Linked DNA regions of Macaca mulatta: all the other regions are linked to region 1. Evidence: chromatin contacts called from public Hi-C data. All regions are on one chromosome and are shown on one strand. The core of a region is the stretch at or near the end of the contact, and the rest is flanking DNA. Distances in the headings are between cores, read along the strand shown.

The links. A called contact is a pair of places that touch in the nucleus more often than the background predicts.
Region 2: a Hi-C map of fetal cortex germinal zone shows a contact between it and region 1, with 3 times the contacts expected there. The contact joins the promoter of PTPN12 here to the promoter of CCDC146 in region 1. A contact is called at or near these places in 2 of 14 Hi-C or Micro-C datasets (fetal cortex germinal zone and fetal cortical plate).
Region 3: a contact with region 1 is called in a Hi-C map of fetal cortex germinal zone, with 2.3 times the contacts expected there. The contact joins the promoter of FBXL13 here to the promoter of CCDC146 in region 1. A contact is called at or near these places in 5 of 14 Hi-C or Micro-C datasets (blood, fetal cortex germinal zone, fetal cortical plate and 2 more).

Annotation. Positions count from the first base shown.
Region 1 is chr3:142,435,055-142,439,546 of T2T-MMU8v2.0, forward strand. CCDC146 (coiled-coil domain containing 146) reads right to left here and starts at 2,675. Exons shown (of 17, transcript XM_077997122.1): 1 at 2,575-2,675. FAM185A (family with sequence similarity 185 member A) reads left to right here and starts at 2,966. Exons shown (of 9, transcript XM_028846143.2): 1 at 2,966-3,632. The coding sequence starts at 3,182.
Region 2 is chr3:141,998,549-142,003,040 of T2T-MMU8v2.0, forward strand. PTPN12 (protein tyrosine phosphatase non-receptor type 12) reads right to left here and starts at 2,075. Exons shown (of 18, transcript XM_015134192.3): 1 at 1,528-2,075. The coding sequence starts at 1,626.
Region 3 is chr3:142,776,022-142,780,513 of T2T-MMU8v2.0, forward strand. It overlaps FBXL13 (F-box and leucine rich repeat protein 13), which reads right to left and starts at 2,188. Exons shown (of 21, transcript XM_015134552.3): 1 at 2,051-2,188. The coding sequence starts at 2,125. It overlaps ARMC10 (armadillo repeat containing 10), which reads left to right and starts at 2,499. Exons shown (of 6, transcript XM_001086049.5): 1 at 2,499-2,761. The coding sequence starts at 2,623.

The DNA of each region.
Region 1 (4,492 bases), core at 1,425-3,924:
TCTTGTCACTTTATATATGGAATATTTCCCATATCAAGATATAATGTTTAAATTGTTGCATAATATATCAGATATATAATAATTCATGTAATACTCTCTTATTTGGGAGCATTTAACTTTTTTTTTTTGAGACAGTTTCACTCTTGCTGCCCAGGTTGGAGTGCAGTGGTGTGATCGTGGCTCACTGCAACCTCCACCTCCTGCGTTCAAGCAATTCTCCTGTCTCAGTCTCCTGAGTAGCCGGGATTACAGGCATCCGTCACCATGCCCAGCAAATTTTTTAAATTTTTAGTAGAGACAGAGTTTCACCATGTTGGCCAGGCTGGTCTCGAACTCCTGACCTCAGGTGATCCACCCATCTCAGCCTCCCAAAGTGCTGAAATTACAGGTATGAGCCACTGCACCTGGCCAGGGAGCATTTAAATTGATGCAATTATTTTCTTTTACAAGTAACCCTATAAAATGTAATTTCTTGAGTATCCCTAATTTTATGCTTACATCCCCAAAAGTACAATTTCTGAGTCATGGAAAAAGTTTTTCATGCTTATTGCTGAATTGAACTCTAAAAATTTTGTACTAACTTAACACTCCTACCAGAAGTATATGTTCATGACCACAGAAATGACTTTTTAAAACTAAGATGTGAAAATATCTTAGAAACAAACTCTAAATAAGGAGAAAAAAGTTGTATATAATTTTCTACTTATGAGGTGAATAATTTCATTTTTTCTTCAAAGGTGTCAGGAAAATAGAAGGACATTTTGGTAGAGTGATAAAAGGGCCAGATCTTCTAATTGCTTAATCTTAATGTTTCTGAATCTGTTTCCTCATCTATAGTATGAGGAGAATAATTTCCCACTTAATTAGCGAGGATGCAGTGAGATGATGCATGTGAACATGGTTTGACAACTATGTCATATAGATGGAAGATATAACTTTTATTAATCACTGTTTATATGTGGACAGATTTGATACTCATTATACTGTTTTTAAATGTCCATAACTTTAAATATTTTATATCAATCTTAATAATAATTTTCTCCATTTTCAACCTCATGTGATCAGAAAAGTCAATTTTCAATCAATTCTATTTGTTTTTTGAAAAAGTAAAATAATGATTATGCTACATAGAAAATTATAGTTCAGTTGCCAATTCCATTAACTTAGTTTGTCTCAGAAAAGGAAAAATTACTATATAAACAGAATTATCTATTAAGAATTAATATTTAATCTAAAAATGTCTAGTGCCTCTACAGAAAATTTGAGTACATTCTCAACTTCCTTAAACCAGTGCCTTTTTCAAATTTCTTTTCAAAGTTACACCTGTCAGTTTTCACTAAAAAATAGTTTGAAGATTATTTTGAATAATTATAACCAATGAAACACAAAGGCAAGAATAGAACTATTGCAGTGGGCCCTTGCTGAACCTGAGCTAGCACCTATAATGAGTCAGTCCTCACTGAAGGAGGAATGAGGAGGGAAGAAGGACTAGAAAGACAGAAAAGAGGCAATCATAACTTAAGAAAACACTGAATTTTTAAAAAGATAGTGGCTGGCAGAGTACCTTAGACTTGTACCCAGGAGGGCGTTAGCCCAGTCTGTCTATCACGATTGCCCCAGGAATTCTAGTCATTGTACTTGGGCAAGAGCTTCAATTTTTTAAGGCACTTGCATTTTATGAAACGTTAGTGTTTGCAGGTGTCTTGGCTAAATAATTTAGGGAATAAATTTTAGGAGGAAGTAGCGGCACAGAAGGGGAGAGAGAAACCAGGCAGGAAAGAAGAAAATAAGTCTTTCTGTTCCCATTACTTTACTTCCCATAGAATTATACAAGGTAAACACACACACACACACACACACACACACACACACACACACACACACCCCTTGTAGGGTCATTGAGAACCATCTTTCTTCATTTTAAAACTAAAGAAACAGGTCTAGGTGACACAGATGAAGCAGTGGCAGAGCCAGGAAAATAATCTGACCCTTGTCCCTGTTCTTTCCACCGCACCATGGTAACTCCCTTTTTTGTGTCTTTTTTTTGTTTTGTTTTTAAACACTCTAAAACTGAGGATCATTTGTAGTCAAAGAGATCAATGCTATTCTCAAAACAAGTTCTGATCTCTCATAATTTTCTTGGTAACTCAGAATCAATGTTAAGTACGTTGAAATAAAAATGCAGTACTTTACACGGTAATTTTGTAGACTGTGCACCACGTTCCCATCCATTTTCTTACTTGATCCTTACAAAAACCCTTTGAGGCAAGGCAAGGCAAGTATTATTATCTTCATTTTTAAAGTGAGCAAATTAAAACCCAAAGAGTAAGGTCACTTAGGGTCAGGAAGGAGCCAGTACTCTATTCCTATATTTGAAATATAGGAGGGAATACACTTCCAAAGAGGCAATTCCCTCAAAAAGCACCAAGAGTAAAGGCTCTTTACTCTCTTGCCAAGGCATTCTCTATCCCCTGGAGACGCCTGCACTAGGTTAGTGAAGCATGGGTCTTGACACCCACAGAGGTTACTCCTAGTTTGCACCTAGTTGTCATCTTAAAAAGCGCAGTTTCTTACCCCTTCCCTTGGTCCTGATCCTTATTTTAGGCTTTTTGGGATTTGGCCTCCTGGGTCTCACTTCGAAGCTCCACCCTCGCCAAACAAGAAGTCGCGTCCTTGGTATCCAAGGTGACCGCGCAGCTTTACCCACGTTGCCCCTTTCGTGCTTTCCATTGGCCAGTTGGACTCCTATGTACCGCCCCTCCAATAGCCAATGGTCTTGAGGCAAAGGGCGCCCGCCTTTCCCAGGGAGTCTAACACATGCCCTTTTACCCGGGCTCCCCTGCGCATTGCCTCCTGGGATATGTGGTTTCTAAGATGCCAGAGCTCTGCGATGTTCCACCCCTTTACAACTACCTATCCCGTCCGCCTTAGCGAAAGGGGCGGGCGTAGGCTAGGAGTCCGGGTCAGAGTTTAGAGCTTTCAAATTGCAACTTGCCTCTGGGGCTTGCGTGGCTGATGTTTAAATTGCCTAGTCAAGCGAACCGGCTCCCTCTTGCTTCAGCAAACCCTGACAGACGTCTCCTATTTGACTTGAGGCGGCATAGTGGCCAAGTCGATTGGCCGTGGCAAGTGACCCTCCCTGTAGCTGAAGTGTTCTAAGGACTGGAGAGAGGGGCGCGCCATGCTTGCCCCCTGCTCAGGTTGGGAGCTTGGCTGCCTCCGTCTCTGTCTCCGTCAGGTCCGATTGTGGGCTGGCACTGGGCGCTGGGCTTCCTGGGCTTGCCAAGCCAGGCCGTACGGCTCAGGTCGGGGCAAGCCCTGGCCCGGATCGGAGGCTGAGGTCCCTCCGCCTGGCCCGGCGCGCCGGACTCTAAAGGAGTGGACGCTGCAGGTGAGCCCGTTCGGTCGGCTGCGGGCGCGGCTCCCGTGCCACCTGGCCGTGAGGCCCTTGGACCCCCTCACCTACCCGGATGGCGACCGCGTGCTGGTCGCGGTGTGTGGCGTGGAGGGCAGCGCGCGGGGCCTGGACGGCCTGCAGGTGAAGTACGACGAGGCTCTGGAGGAGATGGCCATTTTGTCTGACACTATCGACCCCCAGGCGTTCGTGGAGGTGAACGCGCCCCTGAAGTTTGGCAAGTGAAATGAAGTGAAAACGGGTTTGGGTCCCAGGGCACGCACAGTGAACTTACTAAATTTGGTCGACTTGCACTTTTAATTGGTCCTGGCTTTCTAAACCTAATTTACAGTTGGCACCTTCGGAAATGCACCTTTTCCTCTGTTCTATTCTTGAGTATCCGAGTAGTATTTAAAAATTAGGTTGCCTAACTAAAAATTTGTTATAGAAATTTTATACATCGAATGGAAACATGATTTGGTATAATCCAGGTCAAATTATATTTCTGGAGCCGCTTGTGTTCTCCTTTATCCCGTTGTCATTAGCAAACTGGCTTATTTTTCAAGGTTGAAGTTTCTTGACAATTCATTCAATGGTATGGCAGTCCATCTACATTTCCCCTTACTCACAGCCTGGGGGTGTGTCCCAAAACAGCCCTGTCAATAGGATGTTCCGTTTATCACCTGGTTTGAGTATTTGGTTTGAGACAGGCGCCCAGCTTCTTACTGTTATGTTTCCATTCTTTTTGGCCTAAGTTTTCCATGAGTAGCAAGCTTTGAAGAAAAACACATAGTAAGCCTGCCTAGGAAACTTCAATAATAATGCCTGCAAAATAACCTTTCCTAGGTTTTTGGGTTCTGCGTTATTTCCTAAATGGCAAGCCACTGTGTACACACACTTTTCTAGGAAGGGCTCCCCAGACTGTCATTCTTCCTGCAACTGAAGGAAGATATTGATGATGATGATAATAATAATAGCATTTAGCATTTTTAAGATCATCTTTTATAATGCTTACAGTTGCACCAAATAGCAGATACTGTAGTCCTCCCTTATCCACCATTTGGCTTTCTCAGTTTGTTACCTGCCTCAACTGTTGTA
Region 2 (4,492 bases), core at 825-3,324, 440 kb before region 1:
TTATAAGCAGTTAAAAATTTAACGCTAAGCTTTACTGGACAGGTCTCTTTAAAACGTGAAAAAGTATTCACTACTAAGTCATATCACCTCCACCATAAAAACTACTGTACTTTTTAAATAAAAAATAAAAACTAGCCAATGTCTGCTGCCCATTCATTTTACAGATATTAACTGTGTATCCTTTTCATAATCAGGTTTCAGAGTTAAGTGATTATTCTTGGAGGTGTACCTTACCCAGGATAAAAATTTTCCCTAGCTGATTTCCCCTTCCCAACCCCCGCCAAGACTAAGGAGCAACCACTTCCCAAAGTCCCACTTCCTTTTCCATTCCCCAGACCTACAGGGTTTCCAACGCCCCAGTCTTGCGCAATATCCGTAGGAGCAGCAGCCGCAACCACCGCCTCCTAAGCCGGGAAACAACCCTAGAGGGAACATTGTCCAGCAGAAAAATAAAAGGGGCGGGGGTTGGGGGGGGTGGGTAACATAGGAAGTCGACTTCTGGTCCCACGCCTTCGGATCTGACCCCCTCATAGTGAGCTAGAGCAATAGTGTATCTAGAGCAGTTTCATGAACAAGACTTTTAACCTTCACCTCCTCTCAAGCCTGCTTGCACAAGCAGAGGGCGGAAAGTGGGGGGTGGCGGAGGCGGGGGGGGGCGCTGGGAAGGTTATCTCCCAGTTCAGGGCTTCGGCCCGTAGCGACGCCTCCGCCCCACCAGGACTATTGTTCCCAAGTTCCCCACCCCCACCCCGGATAGGAAGTGATAGTCACATCCCCTTCGCCTTCGGCAATATCCCCTGGGGAGTCCGAAGTCGGTTTCCTTCAGGATAATCCCCCCCACCCACACTTATCCCCTGAACCGGACCCCAAGATCACCTTAAACCTGGGTCTCAAGAGAGGAGAAGCGGGACGCGGGTAAATGGAAATTAGGTAAACCCATGAGATTCCTTATGGACAATCCTTTCCCAAGCGTTGGAGATCATGATTGCGACCCCAGAAACGGCAGAAGTCCTACCTTGCCCGCTTTGAGACCAGCTAAAGCAAAGGGATCCCAGGAGTTAGTGCCAACCTCAATTCCCCCGTTCCTCTGTCAGCCACGATCTGCACTCCTCCCGGTCACAGCCAGATACCCTGCCTCGACCCTCCTGGGAGGAGCGGACTGGGCGGGGAGATGTGGAAACGCGAGCACCCCCCGGCCTGCACCTCACTAGTCTCCGGCTCCCGGCCGGGTAAACAATAGGTGGTCGCGAGCCGCGGTGCAGGCTGCAGGCTCGGCCGCTCGGCCGCTCCCTTCGCGCCCCGGGCGCCCGCGCGGGGGTCGCGAACATGGGAGAAGAAAGGAGGCCACGGCGGGAGGCGCTCTCGATTCCCGCCGGCTTCCAAGACCACCCGGCCCACCGGGCTGGTGCGCGCCCCCTCCGCCCCTTTCCTCACAGAGGTACACAAAGCACTGGCGGCCCGGCCGGGAGAGGCGGCGATGGGCTCCGGCGCCGGCGAGACAAGGCGACAGCGAGGGGAGAGACTCACCATGAAGTCCCGAGCGAAGTTGTCCTCCCCATTGTGGTCAGGACTCTTCATGGCCTGGACCCTCTGGATGAATTTCCTCAGGATCTCCACTTGCTCCATCCTCCCGCGTCCCCCCGGCTGCGGTCGCTGGCCCCCCCGCCGCCCGCCCGCCCGGCGCAGAGCCCGCTCCGTCTTCCCCAGCTCGTTTCCCCAGCACGTCCCTCCCTCCCGACCCCCGCCAAGCCCCGCGGCTCCCTCCTCCTCCCCACTGCCCTAGGCGGCGGCTGCGGCGGCACCGGCTGGGCTCCCGACACCACAACTTCCAGGAGCAGCCGCCGCTCTCCCACAGTACCAGGCGAGCCGCTGCGGCTAGCGCCAACCCCAACCCCCAGCTTGCTCCATCCTCCTTCCCCGCCCTCCTCCTCCGTCGGAGACGCCGCCGCCGCCGCCGCCGCCGCCGCCGCCGCCGCCGCCGCCTCAGGAACACAGCTAGCTCTCCGCTCGCCCTGCCCCCCCTTCCCGGTTCTTCCTCCCCCCCACCCCCCGCCAGCAGCCGCAGCCGCAGCCGCCTCTCCCCACGGGCGCGTCCCCGCCGCCACCCAGATGCGCGGCCTCGCGCTGCGGCTCCGCCCCAAGCGCCGCGCCTGCTGATCCATCCCCGCCCGCCTCCCGGCCACGCCCCCAAGCCCGCCCTGCCGGCCCCAGGCCCGCTTGGAGTGGCTGGAAGGCACTTCAGCGGGCGGCCTGGAGACCTGACTCCACTTCCGGGGCGTGGCCCCGTTCAGGGATCTTAGAGGTCGGAGTAGCGTCGGGAGGAGAGTTGGTTCCTCCGAAGGAGGGAATGCGACTCAGAGCGGGGCAAGCAGTAGTGTATCAGAGTAGGATTCTGCTGGAATTTGCGGTCTCACCGCCTACTAGGGAAGAGAAGCAGTTTTCAGGAGTCCCGCACCGCCGCCAGCCGTGGACTGGGCCTACAAGTCACGGCCTGTGGAGTCCAGGAGTGGGGGCGGGCGAGGGCTGGCTGGAGGCAGGCTGGGAACTGTAGTAGTGTCACCGCCACGTTCGCGGCAGGTAGATGCTCATTTTGGTAACGGATTGGTGAGAGTGGATAGCAATTAGGCTTCGGCACCTTGGAGTGTGGCTCAGCTAAGGGAAGTGAAACGCTTCCTGGGTGAGAGGACTTTTATTATTTGCGCATCCTCTTAAACCTGGCGAGTGAGCGCCTGAGGTTCGGAGTGCCTTCTTCCCGGATGACGCGGGTGTGGGATCTTCGTGTTTGCCGAACTGAAGGAAATTTGCCTTCCTGCCTTGAGGTTCGCAGCAGTTCATAACTGAATAAGAGACTTCCCTCAGTAGAATGGACTTTATTTATAAATCTATTAAATCTTTTTTTTTTTTTCCCCAGAGCTAAGGTCTTGCTCTATCGCCCATAGTGCAGTGCTATGATCACGGCTCGCTGCAGCCTTGAACTCCTGGGCTCAAGGGATCCTCCTACCTCAGTACATCACCAAGCCCAGCTAATACATTTTTAAAATTTATTATTTATTTGTTTAGTTTTGGTAGAGAAGGGGTCTCACTAGGTTGCCCAGGCTGATCTCAAATTTCTGTGCACTGGGGATCCTCACCCCCTCAACTTCCGAAAGCGTTGGGATTCTAGGCGTGAGCCACCGTGCCTGGCCTATAAATCTTTATTCATCTTTGTAAACTTCTATCAGAGAATTTATTCTGGTCTAACTCATCATTTTACAAATAAAGCGACTTCCTGACATCCCCCAGAGTATTCTTAGCAGAGCCGTAACTAGAACACAAGTTATTTTACTTTCACAACAGTGGCCTCTCACAATGTGACAGAACTGAAGGATTTGATCCGTGAACTGAATTTCATCATTTATACCCACAAACGTTTTTGTACAGAGCAGGGAATTTGGTTATAATAGGAAATATCAGTGGTAGAATACTTTATTAGATGAAAGTTAGGAGCACTATGGAATTTAGTGAAAAACTCATAGAAGAAAACAGGTGTAGGCCGGGCGTGGTGGCTCATGCCTGTAATTCCATCACTTTGGGAGGCCGAGATGGGAAGATCACCAGGAGGCGGAGGTTGCAGTGTGCCGTGATCACACCACTGCACACCAACCTGGGCGACGAGACTGAGGCCCTGTCTCATAAAAAAAGAAAAAGAAAGAAAATAGGTGTAACAGGATACAGTTTATTTACTTCTTCAAAAAAAGGAAAATATTTCTCTTAAAATAATCCAACTAATATATCCACCCCAGAAATAGGCACGTCAGACCGGGTGCAGTGGCTCACGCCTGTAATCCTAGCACTTTGGGAGGCCGAGGTGGGCGGATCACTTGAGGTCAGGAGCTCCAGACCAACCTGGCGGATATGGTGAAACTCTGTCTCTACTAAAAATACAAAGCCGGGTGTGGTGATGCACGCCTGCAGTCCTAGGTACTCCAGAGGCTGAGGCAGGAGAATCGCTTGAACCTGGGAGGTGGAGGTTGCAGTGAGCCGAGATCGTGCCACCACACTGCAGCCTGGGTGAAAGAGCGAGACTCCGTCTCGGGGAGGGAGGAGGGGAAAGCCAGGCGCGATGGCTCATGCCTGTAATCCCAACACTGGGAGGCCGAGGTGGGAGGATCACCTGAGGTCAAGAGTTCGAGACCAGCCTGGCCAACATGCTGAAACCCCGTTTTTACTAAAAATACAAAAAAATTAGCCGGGCGTGGTGACGCATGCCTGTAATCCCAGCTAGTCAGGAGGCTGAGGCAGGAGAATCGCTTGAACCCGGGAGGGGGAGGTTGCATTGAACGAGATCGCACCATTGCACTCCAGCCTGGGCAACAAGATCGAAACTCCGTCTCCAAAAAAAAAAAAAAAGAAAAGAAAAGAAAAAAAATGCACTTCAAGTTATGCCCTTCCAAATTTTTTCCTATGCATTTATATACGTGTGTGCATGCAAAGAGATACAGTTGTGCTCTGT
Region 3 (4,492 bases), core at 938-3,437, 340 kb after region 1:
TATCACAGACTGAATCACCACTCAGAATGGCCGCACCCTGAATTGTAAATATAAACATTCCACTTTCTGACCCCCACCTCCTATGTTTCCAGCTCCCTCATTTAATTACTCCCTCTACTTCTCTTCACTCACCTCTTAGGAGTCTCCATTTTCTGTACATATATCAGTATCATATCCTTTTCTCATTTCCCACTGAGTCCTTAGAGTCCTTGGCCCATCACTTCAGATACTCAGGAGCTTAGCTCCCTAACCTACTGCCTTTCTATTCTATTAACATATGCCTGGCAAATTCCTATCCCAGACGAAGTCAACTTGGTTATCTCTGTACCTACATCTGGTTTACTGACTGCTACTTGACAAAAATCACACAACCGGGAAGATGGGTACCATTCTCCCTACATATTTTCAAGCACAATTGTATAGAGGTACAACATGAAACTCACTATAATAAATTAAAACAATACAGCTATGGGTAGAGCAAAAAGTTAGAATTCCCCGTTTCCTCCCCCAAAACCATTCCACAAGACATCTGTTATTAACAATTTGGCATAGGTTCTATGCATGCACTATTGTCTTAAAGATAGATACACACACATATATGTACACATAAACACATATACAACATACATGAAATCAGATAGCTAGAGCAGAATGGACAGTTGCTAAGCAACTTGCACTTTTTCTTTTTTACTTAATAATATGTGTTGGGAGCCAGCCATATGGTGTATGCCTGTAGTCCTAGCTACTTGGGAGGCTGAGGTGGGAGGATGGCTTGAGCCCAGGAGTTTGAGGCTGCAGCGAGCTAGGATGGAGCCACTACACTCTAGCCTGGGTGGCAGACCAACACCCCGTGTCTCGATAATAATAATATGTCTTGGAGGGCATTTCTTCTTAGTAGGTACAGATATACTTTATTCTACATAATACCTCATTCGCTTAGTCACTCTAGGTCATTTACTACTTCTACTATGAAACAAAGTTATAATGAACATCCTTGTACATCCTTCTGAACACATGTGCAAGTATTTCTCTAAAGTAGATCCCTAGAAGTGGAAATGCTTGGTTAAAGGGTACATGTATTTAACATTTTAATAAATATTTCTCAATTGCCATCCAAAAAGGAGACGGGGGTCTCTACCAAATTGCCCTCCCAACCGCCTAGGATCGTTACTACCCTCAGCTGGGACCTCCTTTTTCCTTCCCTAGACATCTCTCTTCCTCATTCCCCGCATAGCGTATCTTTGCTCGAACCTCCTACTGCACCAACAGCCCCATCCCCACTCAAACACGCACATTCTTGGAAAATATCTCATCAACTATTTGTAGAGAAAAAAAGAGGTCAACAAAGGCAAACGTTCTCAGCTTCCAACCCCCAAAAACCTACAAAACCTAGTATCTATCCCTTCCTGTCTTCCTTCCCTCCTATTACAATGGGGGTGGAAGGGTAGCCCTTCCTGTTGTCTAAAGGCAATCCCGGTTGAGAGGGTCCTTACCTTCACAAAGGGCTGACTACACTGACCAAAGGTATCAGCTTCCACTCTCCCCTCAGCTAACCTCCATCTATTTTCTGCACTCACGGCTCCATGGAAACCTCAGGCTCACCTTGGGCAGAATCCAGGTCCTTATCTTAGGTGACTAGAGCCTACTCCCTACTTCTGACAACACTCTTCATAATGACAGTCTGCTGATTTTCCTCCTCAGCCTCTCTGGCATTTCTTTCTCACTCCTCCACTCCTCAGGCACTTCTTGTTCAAACCTTAAAAGCTGAGTTTGGGGTTTCCGATCTGGGCCTTGTGCTCATTTCCCCTGGGAGATGTGACCCATTCCCCACTTGCAGCTACCATCACCCTCTGTCTTCTCTCTGATCAGCATCTTCAGCCCAGATCGCCTACAAGTCCGAGTTTGACTTCACTTTCTCGCATTCCGCCCCGCCTTCTCCCTCCTCCCTCAACTCCTAAACCTAGTCCCTCCTCCGAGACGTCTTCCCTGACTCCTCCCCCTTCTAATTCCCCACCGTCGGTCCGTGTCCGCCGCCACGCGTGTCCAGTACCTCGCAGACCTGAGGAATATAGTTCTCCTTGAAGTAGTTCTTCAGCCTCGGGTTGGCATTGCGTAGGGAGGCCATGGCCCAAGGCCTGACGGAGAAGCTGCGCTGGTACCCTCCCCGCGCTGGGACTAGGAGCCGGGTGCGTGCGGGCGTTGTCCTGGCAACCAGGGGGCGGGGCTGGACGCGGCACCGCCCCTCGCTCCGCTGCCCGGGGCAGGAGGGAGGGAGGCTTGCTTCATGCCACAGGAGAAGCGACGGGAAGCTCGGCTCCGGGTTCAGGGCCCCGGCGTCTCCGCGTGGGGCGCACCGTCCTAGCCTCCCCTCCTGGCGTCCAGCGCCCCGCCCCGCCTCGCCTGGGAGAAGCCGCCGGGAGGCGCCGCGCTGGAGTGGGCGGTTATAGGCTTTGAGCTGAGCCGTTTCCGGGAGGCGGAGCTCAGACCCCATTTCCTTTCTCCACATCCAGGTCGCGCGCGGTTTGTTGTGGCGGCTAGGCCCGCGTGATCTGGAGACCTCCGCGCTGGCCCCCAGGAGCCTCCTGCCCTGGCCCAGCGCGGCGGCTCTGCCGCGGCTGCAGAATGGGTGGCCCCCGGGGCGCGGGCTGGGTGGCGGCGGGCCTGCTCCTCGGCGCCGGCGCCTGCTACTGCATTTACAGACTGACCCGGGGTCGGCGGCGGGGCGACCGCGAGCTCGGGATGCGCCCTTCCAAGTCTGCAGGTGAGACCGCGGGGTGCCCGGCAGGTGGGCGGGGACTGGGCAGGGGGGCTTCCCGGGCTTGGGTGGTGGCTTGCGTGTCCTCGGGGTAAGATGAGGAGCCGAGCTAGAGGGAGAGGCAGTACTTGTGTGGGTGCATGGTGCTGCGCCGCCCCCGCCGCCCATTCTTTGTTCACTATCCTGATATGAAAACTTGTCCTGGCTTTCCTGCCTGAGCTTTGCGCCACAGTGGAGGATTAGGTTTCTTAAAAGCCTGTTGATGGCCTCTCACTTTAAAGCTTGTTCCGGGCCTTTGTGTAATTAAAGGGATTCTGCCGATTGTGGAAGGGCTGTTGAGGGGCCCGGAGCCATAAGTGAAGCTCTGCTTGCAAGTGTCCTGGAAGAAGGGACGTCAAAGGGGCAGTTGTGCGGGCGCTCGGCCCGGCCTCAGAGGGGAGGTACCTGGGAGTCACAGTGGTCCAAGACCTCCCAGCCTGGTGTGTGTTTTGGAAATGGGAACAGTTGTCTGCGCGAGACACACCCTCCCAGCGGACAAATGCCAGATTCGGTTTCTGTCCAAAAGTTGATCGGTACGGTAAAACCCTCCAGAGGCATGTTTCACATCATGGAAGCCGTTAGGGAAATAATTTAAAATAACATATCTGCCATCCAAGAAACTCCTGTCCACAATTGTAGAAGAGAACTAAACAGCGTCATTGTTGAGTAAGCACAAACTAGATTGTCTCAAGCATCACGGGCAATTTGCTAATGGGATAGCAAGAAGAATTCTAATTCCTTTAAGTGTAGCTGGACAGATAGAACCGATTTCGTATTACGTACGTGTTCTCAAGATAAAAACTAATTTGTCCTTAAGTAAGATGACTTGACAGTACCATTCACTACGTGTAGTTTATCCTAAATTTACTGGTAATTGGGGTGGTTGTTATCTAATTGCCTTTATCCAGAGGAAAAGTAAAAATGTCTTTATGATGTGGAACCAGGTGCCCAGGCTAAAAACTCACAGAGCTGGGGAGATTGGGGCTCTATCTTCCTGGAAGAGTAGGTTTCAAAGAGTAGGCTTTCTCCAAACAGTAGGCTCCAAAGCTTTTAAGAAAGACTTTCTTGGGCTGTAAAACTGGCCAAATGCTTATTTCGCTTTTAAAAAGATTTACATTTGTATCAAAGAAACAGGAAAAGGAGTTTAGTTTTGTTCTCAGACAGGGACTCAGTCTGTCACCCAGGCTCGGTGCAGTGGCGCAATCACAGCCTCCACCTCCCTGGGCTCCTCCCACCTCAGCCCCCTAAGTAACTAGGACTACAGGCGCACACCACCACACCTGGCTAATTTTTGTATTTTTTTAAAGAGACAGGTGTTCACCGTGTTGTTGCCCACGCTGGTTTGAACTTGGCTCAAGCAGTCCTCCTGCCTAAGCATCCCGAAGTGCTGTAATTACAGGATGGAGCCTCCTCACCTGGCCAACAAAGGATTTGTAATTACAAGTTTGCATGAGGGAATGCTTTAAGGAAAAGGGAGTGGAAGGGGAAGGTCTCTTTCACTTTTGGCACTAGGTATAATTCAGCTTTTTTTTTTTTTTTTTTTTTAAGATTTGTATTTACTCTTACTGTATTAGTCCATTTTCTGTTGCTTATAATAGAATACCTGAAACTGGGTAATTTATTAAGAAAGGAATTTATTTCTTAGAGTTATGGAAGCTGAAAAGTCCAAGATTGAGAGGCCGTAGCTGGTATGGACCT